2 separate regions of the Rattus norvegicus genome follow, and region 1 is linked to region 2. Evidence: chromatin contacts called from public Hi-C data. All regions are on one chromosome and are shown on one strand. The core of a region is the stretch at or near the end of the contact, and the rest is flanking DNA. Distances in the headings are between cores, read along the strand shown.

Region 1 (3,898 bases), core at 616-3,115, 44 kb after region 2:
GATCTGCGCTTCAATTTCTTTTATTATTTTCGGAAACTTTTCGGTTACTATATCTTCTCATATTTTCTCTGTTTCCTCCCATCCTCCTTTTGGTTCCTGCTTGTGTATGTTAGATCATGTCATCTTTGTCATACCCTTTCAATAGGGTGCTTCTGGTTCTAAGCTGGAATTCCTTCCTGTGTGTGTTGGGTACCTTGACGTTGCTCATTGCTTCCTTGGCCATGTTTACTTACGGACACACCTGGCTGTGCTTATTTTAGATTTTTTTTTTAAGCGTCCAGCATTTCCTGGAGAATTTCTTCATATTGTTATCTCTCTGCTAGAGTTTGAGAACTCAGGTTTCAGCAAAGCTTCCCCTCAGCCTTCATTTCTTTTCCCAAATAATAGAAAAGGGGAGACTGTACAATACCGACGGGGATGTTTTGAGGATTGAAAGAGTTTGTGGGTACAGTAGGAGTCTGCCGAGACCTTTCCTCTTTCCCTCCCGGTCTCAGTCACTCATTAAAGGCCGACTCCGCATGGGTACTTGGTTCTATTTAGTTCCCAAACGGTAAGATTTTTGTGAGAGGAGAAAGACCTAACATTTATCGACAGTCTATATTAATCTTCTGTAGAATCTGATGAAAGAATAAAACTCACGTTTTAAAAGTGCGCCCGCAGCACATTTTCTGGGTCTGTATGAGATGTTAATTGGAAGAAACAGATAGCATTAAATCCAGTTGTCACTTGGTTACATCTGTTTAAAAAATCATTAAAAATTTTCAACTCTTGGGCTTCTTGGCTCGCTTGAGAAATTTCATGGCTCATAATATGCCTCACTCAGTTTCTCTGCACTTAGAGGATGTTAACGTTATCTGCCTGGTTTCTGAGTGTTTGCCATGTGAAGAATTGCTAATGCTACTTACTGACTGCTAATAGGAGGATTTAGCAGTCTTATTGGAGTTGACTTTGGAGTTGTGGACTGGGAATTGAAATCCTGGCCTCACAACTCTGAACAAGCAACCTTGGGCGGCTTATTTAATTCCGGAGCCCGAGTTTGTTCGTCTTCGGAGCAAGGATGGTACCTGCATCAGCAAGACAAGTGTGTGTAAAGGATAGGAATTCCTGCTTAATGAGAGACCCATCACTGAGAGCATTAGAAACGACAGCCAGAGCGAAATATGCTGCCATTAGACCAATATTTTGATATAACTAAAGGGGAAAGAGAGTTTAATATTCTTACACCTTTTATAGAAAAAAAGGTCACATTATAAACAAAGACTTTAACAATCAGGAGGGTGTTAAACTGAAAAGCGAATATTGATGTGTAATAAAAATAACCCAGTGCTTTTGAGTGACAGATGCTGCCATGAAGGCTGCTATCTTCTTCTGGGATGTCTTCTTTGTCACAGTGTGTGTGTATGACCCAGCTGCCCTTTTTTGTTTCCACTCTCCCTGGATTGTGTCACCAGTTTTTTTCTTTGTAACTCCCATCCTTCCTTCTTCTGTTAAGTGCAGACTTGTTATGTGTTTGGCACAGCAGTGGCTCTCAACCACTGGCACTGTTGCAGTGCTGAGTCTTTGTATGTGTCTTGTCGTAGTGAAGCTTTTGTGTTCTAGATGGAAACTTTAGCAGTAACCACTGGAATGTTGCTCTGAAATGCTTGCAGATGAAGCAGCTACATCAGTCTGAGGCTCTGACCCTCCTCTGCTCTGTGTTTAAGACAAACAAATAATAGTGTTTTCCAGTAGAGCTCCTGCTTTGTAAATTACTATGGAGTAAATATAATGAATTTCAGAGGTCTCCAAATTCTGTGTCCATGAGGAATTTTCCTGTGGGTGGCACCATTCAAGACTGAAGTTATTTAATACAAAGAAACATTCTTTAGTCACACAGTGAGCAAGTGTCTTCCCAAGAACAGACCACAGTTCAGGCATCTGACAACATAAGAAGAACATTGTTACTTTAGTTGCTTTTCTTGTGGTCCTAAAAGTTTGAGCAAACGTACAACCACGATCTTAGATTTGTATAGTTGGAGGTAACCTAAGAGATCCAGTTCCTCTCTTTCCCTGCCATTTATCTGAATCAACTAGTTAATGACAGAGTCTGCGGAGAGAAATCTCCATCTGCAAATGTCACAACGCTGCACTGCTCTGGAGGAAACTGCCTACTCATCTTGGGTCCCACCCTAGTTAGAGTCCTTGGGTGAGGGTTTTTTTACCGTGACTAACTAGTGTTCTTTTGTTTTCTGGCGTGGGTGTCTGAGAACAAGCTAACAGTATTTTTGTTGTAACAGTTGAACAGTGTAAGGCATAAGGAGATATTTGTCTTTAGTGCTTTAGGAGTCAGAAAGAAACGGTTGTAGCTCAGGTTCCCTGCCGTCCTTGTTTCGGGCAGTTATTATTATTTATGTAGTTGTATATGGCATAATGTGTGTGGTGTTTGTGTGCATGTGAAGGTCAGCAAGTAACATCTGGTGTCTTCCTTAATCACTCTTGACAATAGACACACACACACATACACACACACACACACACACACACACACACACTCCTTCCTTTTATGTGCACATGCTACATACAGTATGCATTAGAGGTCTGAGAACAACTTGAGGGACTCAGTTCTCTTCTCACATGAGGATCCTGGGGGTTGAATTGAGTTCTGCATATGTTGTACCAGGAGCCTTTGTCCATGGGCCCACCATCTTCTTTTTGGAGAGATAGTCTCACACTGAATCTGAAACTCCCCAATTCAACAAGGCTTGCTGGGCAAGTGCCACAGATCCTCTTGTCTTGGTCTGTCTGCCCCCACTAGGGTTACAGATGCACCCCAGCACACCCGGCTTTTTTACACCTGTGCTCACAATCAAACTCAGGTCCTCACGTTTGCACACAACACTTCACCAAATGACCCTTCTTCCCATCTCAGAGGCGGCTACTTTCTTTAAAAGATTTGTTCATTTTATGTATGTGAGTACCTGCATGTATGTATGTGTGCTACGTGCCCATGGAAGTCAGAAGAAGGCGTTGCCTGCTTTGGAACTAGAGTTACGGATGGTTGTGAGCGACCACATGGGTGCTGGGAATTGAACTCAGGTCCTTGTAGGCAGCTATTTTAATGTTGAGCTTTTTAACCCTGAACTCTGAATTCTTAATAAAATCATGTAAGTACATGTGTATATTTTAAGCGGAGAATCTGGAGTGTTCATCTAAGGATATTTCGTTCAAAGCTGTTGTTTAGATGGGGGACTAAGCTTGTTATAATCTTAGTCCTATTACACCAGAGCACTCACCTGTCTCCATTGCCTTCTGCTAGCTCCTTCCTGCTGACTGCTCTTCCAGGGTTGCTCATGTGGAACCACTTAACGCCTCCACGTCTTCATGTACTTCTTATTGGGAGCTCCCCCGCCCCTCTTTTGAGATTACAATATAACCTTTTCCCTTTTGTCTCTACAAACCCTCCCATACACCCATCCTTGTCGTTCTTCAAGTTCACGTTCTACTCTTGCCCAGTAGTTACTGTTGCATGCTTATGTACATCCATGCATTGCTAAGTATGCCCTACTTAGTCCACATACTGTCGCTTGCATGTATGTTTTCAAGGATGACGGTTGGCCCAGCACAGTCGATTGGTGTGCTCTCTCCTGGGGGAGACCATCCCTCCTGCTCCCAGCTTTCCACAGTTGCCTATAGTTCCTGTATGAGGCCTCCTGGCTTTTTGGAGGCTGCCTTCTCCATCTCTCCCCTGCTCCATTTTCAGGACAGGGTATGAGATTTAGGGATGTTTGCTCCTTGCAGAGTGATTGTTAGTTCCCCTGCAGTTTGATTGAAAAGGATGTGAGAGCTGACCTAAAACTGATGCACTAAGAAAAAAAAATTGAATTGGAATTCCAGTCAATACTTTGCACATTAACTTTGA
Region 2 (4,133 bases), core at 681-3,180:
TGGAGTTTATGAACAGAATTGGGACCCACAGCAATTAGTGCTTTATTTCTTCACTTCTAGCTAATGACCCAACGGTTAGCCATAGGGAAGCCTTAGAAGTCACTCATCCTGGGCCTAGGAGAGAGCCTCAGGTCAAAGTGAGGAAAAGTCAAGAAACTAAAGTAGTTGCTGAGTGCTTCGTCACTGACCTATCTGCTGCTTACCCACATTATTTAATCTTACCAACATTTTCACAGTCATCCCTGCTATCAGGGCCTCAGAGAGGAACATGAGGTTTGGAGGAACCAGTCATCCATACCCACAGACCCAGGAAACGGTAATGCAAAACACCAACTACGGAATTCTCTTTAGTATTTTGGGAGTGGGGGTGGGGAGGGGGTGTATGTCTCCATTCCATTCCCCTCCCACCCAACCCTACTCCCTGGCCCCCAACCCCACGTTTAGATTTCTCTTTTCTATGCCCATAGAGTCAACTTCCCCTTTGCGATTGAGTCACCTTGAAACCTGTCTTTTAGTCAGCACTTCTGGAGCCTCACTCTGGTATCCTTGCAAACAACCTTTTGCTTCCAGTCTTTGCAACACTTTGACAACATGAAGCGAGTTGCGAAGGCTTATATGAGTGTTGGATACATGCGCGTTTCTGTGACAGTTGACCGTGACCTTGTTTATTCTCTCCATTTTTAAACTGCTCTAGCTTCACACTGTTTCTAAAGACTTTCTGGCTTTGGAAATTTCTTAAAGGTTGTGAATGTCTATTCTAACTTGTTGCTACCCTAGCGAATATTAATACAGGTTTAGTTTTTTAGTAAGAGAGTAGCAACTTTGCCTATTTATCGCCTGTTTAATTTTAGCGCCAATAAATCTCTGGACTGTAATATAGTGAGTGCCTCGGTAAATATTTTAAATAGGAATTGATGCGTATGCGTGTGTGTGTGTGTGTGTGTGTGTGTGTGTGTGTGTGTGTGTGTCTGAGTGCTGCCATGTGTAAGAAAGTTTAGTCAAGATCCAACATGGTTTTTACTTGAGGGCCTGGAGTACTACCTTCCCCTCCCATTTCTGGCTCTTTTACTACATTTTTCAGTTGGGTGCTCTCACTGTCGGCCTCCTTCAAGGGTTAGTGTCCACATCAGCAAAATGGGAACAGGAGCAACAGATGATTTCTTTTTTCTCTTCATCTTCCATCACCCATTCCTTCTCCATGGGAGGTTTTGCGTGTACGCTCTTCTGGGTAATATAAGCAGCTTCCAGAGCCCTAAAAAGCTTCGGGTCAGTGACCTCGGTGGCGCGCCCACCCGGGAGAAGGAGCGACCCCCGATGAGCTCCCCGTGCCTCGCGCGTCCGGAAGCAAGTCGGCTGCATTTCGGCTGTGAGCCGGCCGGGTCCACGGGAGCTTCGGCCTCAGACGCCCTCTCGCCCCGAGGCAGAGCGCGGCCTCGGTGCCACCGCGAAATGGGCCCGGCGCCGCGCAGGCTCCGGCGCGCGCCCAAGGGCCCGGCCTCGTTCTGGCTGCCGTCGCCCCGCCGTCCGCGCGGCGCGGCGCTGCACTGGGGGCGGGGAGTCTGATGGGAGACGCGCGCGGCGCCGAGGAGGAGGCGGCTGCAGTCCGGGAGAGGGAGCGGGAGAGGGACTGGGAGCGGGTGGTGGGAGGCGGGGGCCAGGGGGAGGTGCCGCCGCCGCCGCCCGCCCCTTTCTGCTGGGGAGCAGCTGCAGCAGCAGGAGCGGAGCCGGAGCCGCGCAGCCGCCGCCGCCGGGGGATGTGGCCGGCGCCTGCCCCGAACCGCGCCGCCTCCTGAGTTCTTGCCGCCGTCGCCGTCGCTGCCGTCGCCGCCGAGTCGTGCGGGGCCAGGCCGCGCCCTCCCCGGGCGCCCGCCGGCTCGCATGCCGAGGGGCTCCGGGGCGTAGCTGCGCGCCCGGCGCCGCCTCCGGGCTCCTCCGGCCCCGCCATGGGCTGCTGCAGCTCCGCCTCCGCCGCGCAGGTGAGGGGCTCCCGCCTCCCGGCCGCCCGCCCGGATGCCACCCCGCGCTGTGAGCGCCTGCGGAGCCGTGCCCTCCGCGCCCCTGTGGCGCCCTGCGCCCCTCTGGTCCCCGCCGACCCCTGCGTCCCGTGTCTGGCCCCCAATGCCCGCTGCGCTCCCTCCCCCGCTTTCTCACCTGAGCGGCCCGTCCCGCCCGTCTGCAGGTAGAGGCGCCCCGGGCGCCCGCTCTGCCCGGGGAGGCATACCCTTCCTTTGCCTTCGGGCCCGCCTGCCTGCTCTCCACCTCCGCCGATCGCCCCGCCACCCACAGACTGTTTTCCGTGTCCCCAGAAGGTGCACCCCAGCTTGGGCTCTTCACCTCTCTTCCACCTTATTCCAGTTTCGGCTCCATTTAATAAGCTGCCCATTTCCCCTGGCCTGCGGTCCCCTTGGCTGGGATCAGGTGCTTCAGTGGGCCCCCGTGCCCTTCCAGGGCCCATTTCACAGATCCCACCCGCTCTTTCCCTATCCCATCCCCCCCTCTGTGCCTTGACCCCGGGCACCGCGGCCTCTCGGCGCACCGAGGCCCCTGCGGGAGCGCGGGGACTGGTCTGGGAAGGAGATTGGGCACCTGGTGGGTGACGGGAGCGTTACGGAAACTCCCTCTTTGTTGCCAGTGTAACAGGAGGAAGAGGTGCCGAATTTAGTTTTTCTGTGGGCACTGGCTGGATGTTGTCGCTGAGGGCTGAGATGCAGAGATTTCTCTCAGCTGCCACCCTGCCCCCATCCAAATTTCGCTAGCCGCCTTCTCTTTCCGATCAGAGCCTTTAACCTGGGTGGAAATGTTTGGACAACTGTGTAAGGATCAGATGTAATAGAACTTGACTGCTGGCCACTAATAACTGAGAGGACCTGTTTGTAAATTACCTAATTTAGTGGATTAGTGAGTGTATTTACAAATACGATAAAAAGCAATCAGGAATACTGCATCAAACTGTCTGGTGGTGGTGTATGAAAAATAGGCTCTGACAACGCCTGGGATGTTTCTCCACAGTTTCATTAGCGTAGAATTTAACAGTAGTCTGTGATTTGTTTGTTTGGCGGCGGTGGTGGTGGGGAGAAGTATGCGCTTGCTTCTAGAAATAAAGGCTTGTTGGTTCTTGGCGAAGGAAAATGCTAGTTTTGGGGGAAAAAATTCCTCTAGAGATGTAGCATCTGTGACACAGAAGTGTTTGGTGCTAAGTGACTATATATAACTCAGTTTTAAATAACCTGCATACTTGTTCTGAAAAATCTGAGATCTGTCACAGAAACAACCAGAATTGAAGACGAGTGGAGGACGTTTATGGCTTATTGGGCATGGATCCTCTTCAGTTCTTAGGCTGACTGGTTTAGTTAGTTAAACCGTATTCAGTTAGGATAGCAAAGAAACCATGTGGCTGGTGTTAAGGAAGGCTGGATCAGGGCTTTCGTATTAGCATATAGAGGTGTAGACAAACACATACCTTTCAACTGGTTGCCGATTTAGGGCAAGGGGGTGCATCCATTAATAGTTGGGCATTGCTCGCTTAATCGTTGTTTACATAGAGTTCCCAGCATAAAGTGCCTTTCACATTACAATTCTTTTCAGAATTGGGTTACTGTGCAGTTGCTCACTTGGTGGGGAAATGCCTTTAAGACAGGGAAGTATTGACAGTTTGTGGATGAGCCTGTTCAGTGCATGAAAGATAGTGTGGGAGGGATAGGTTCTGCTCCAGAACGCCGCTTTAAACGGGCAGTGGGACATGGGGTTGTCTGTCTCCAGGCTGTAGTGCTGCACCCCCCCCACCCCATCTCACAGCGACTGGTCTCTGCATGCCATGTTCTACAGGCAAGATGCCTGTCATGCACCTGAGGGTGTGCTCCCCCCACCCCCCTGTGGATTTCTGTAGCCAATCAGCAGTTGTCCACATGCTTTGAGTTCAGCGTTAGGGACTTGAAGTGCTCAGTGGAGCATCGAGGCCGGTTCTTATGTACTGGGGCTCTCCATCATTTTTTTTTCTTATTTTAGATTTTTTTAAAAATCATTTTAATTTCTGAGGTGTTCTCGATCCCCTGATGTTTTTAACACTCATCTCAGAAGCATCAGGCATGTAGAGTGCTCTTGCGTTTATGCGTGATGTGTTGAAATAAAATAGG

Evidence for each region. A called contact is a pair of places that touch in the nucleus more often than the background predicts.
Region 1: a Hi-C map of Schwann cells shows a contact between it and region 2, with 3 times the contacts expected there. The contact joins the enhancer-like site here to the promoter of Slc44a1 in region 2. A contact is called at or near these places in 2 of 12 Hi-C or Micro-C datasets (Schwann cells and frontal cortex) and 1 of 1 datasets of contacts at active chromatin or transcription factors (oligodendrocytes).

Annotation. Positions count from the first base shown.
Region 1 is chr5:72,900,661-72,904,558 of GRCr8, forward strand. The region is part of intron 1 of Slc44a1 (solute carrier family 44 member 1); the gene reads left to right. Among named protein-coding and RNA genes, the nearest start is that of Slc44a1, 44 kb to the left of the region's middle. Within about 2 kb of position 1,866, at least 35 of the 93 cell types and tissues checked have an H3K27ac peak or open chromatin away from gene starts, as enhancers often do. A contact at or near this core is called in Schwann cells, where this site is marked.
Region 2 is chr5:72,857,070-72,861,202 of GRCr8, forward strand. Slc44a1 (solute carrier family 44 member 1) reads left to right here and starts at 1,931. Exons shown (of 16, transcript NM_001033852.1): 1 at 1,931-1,976. The coding sequence starts at 1,944.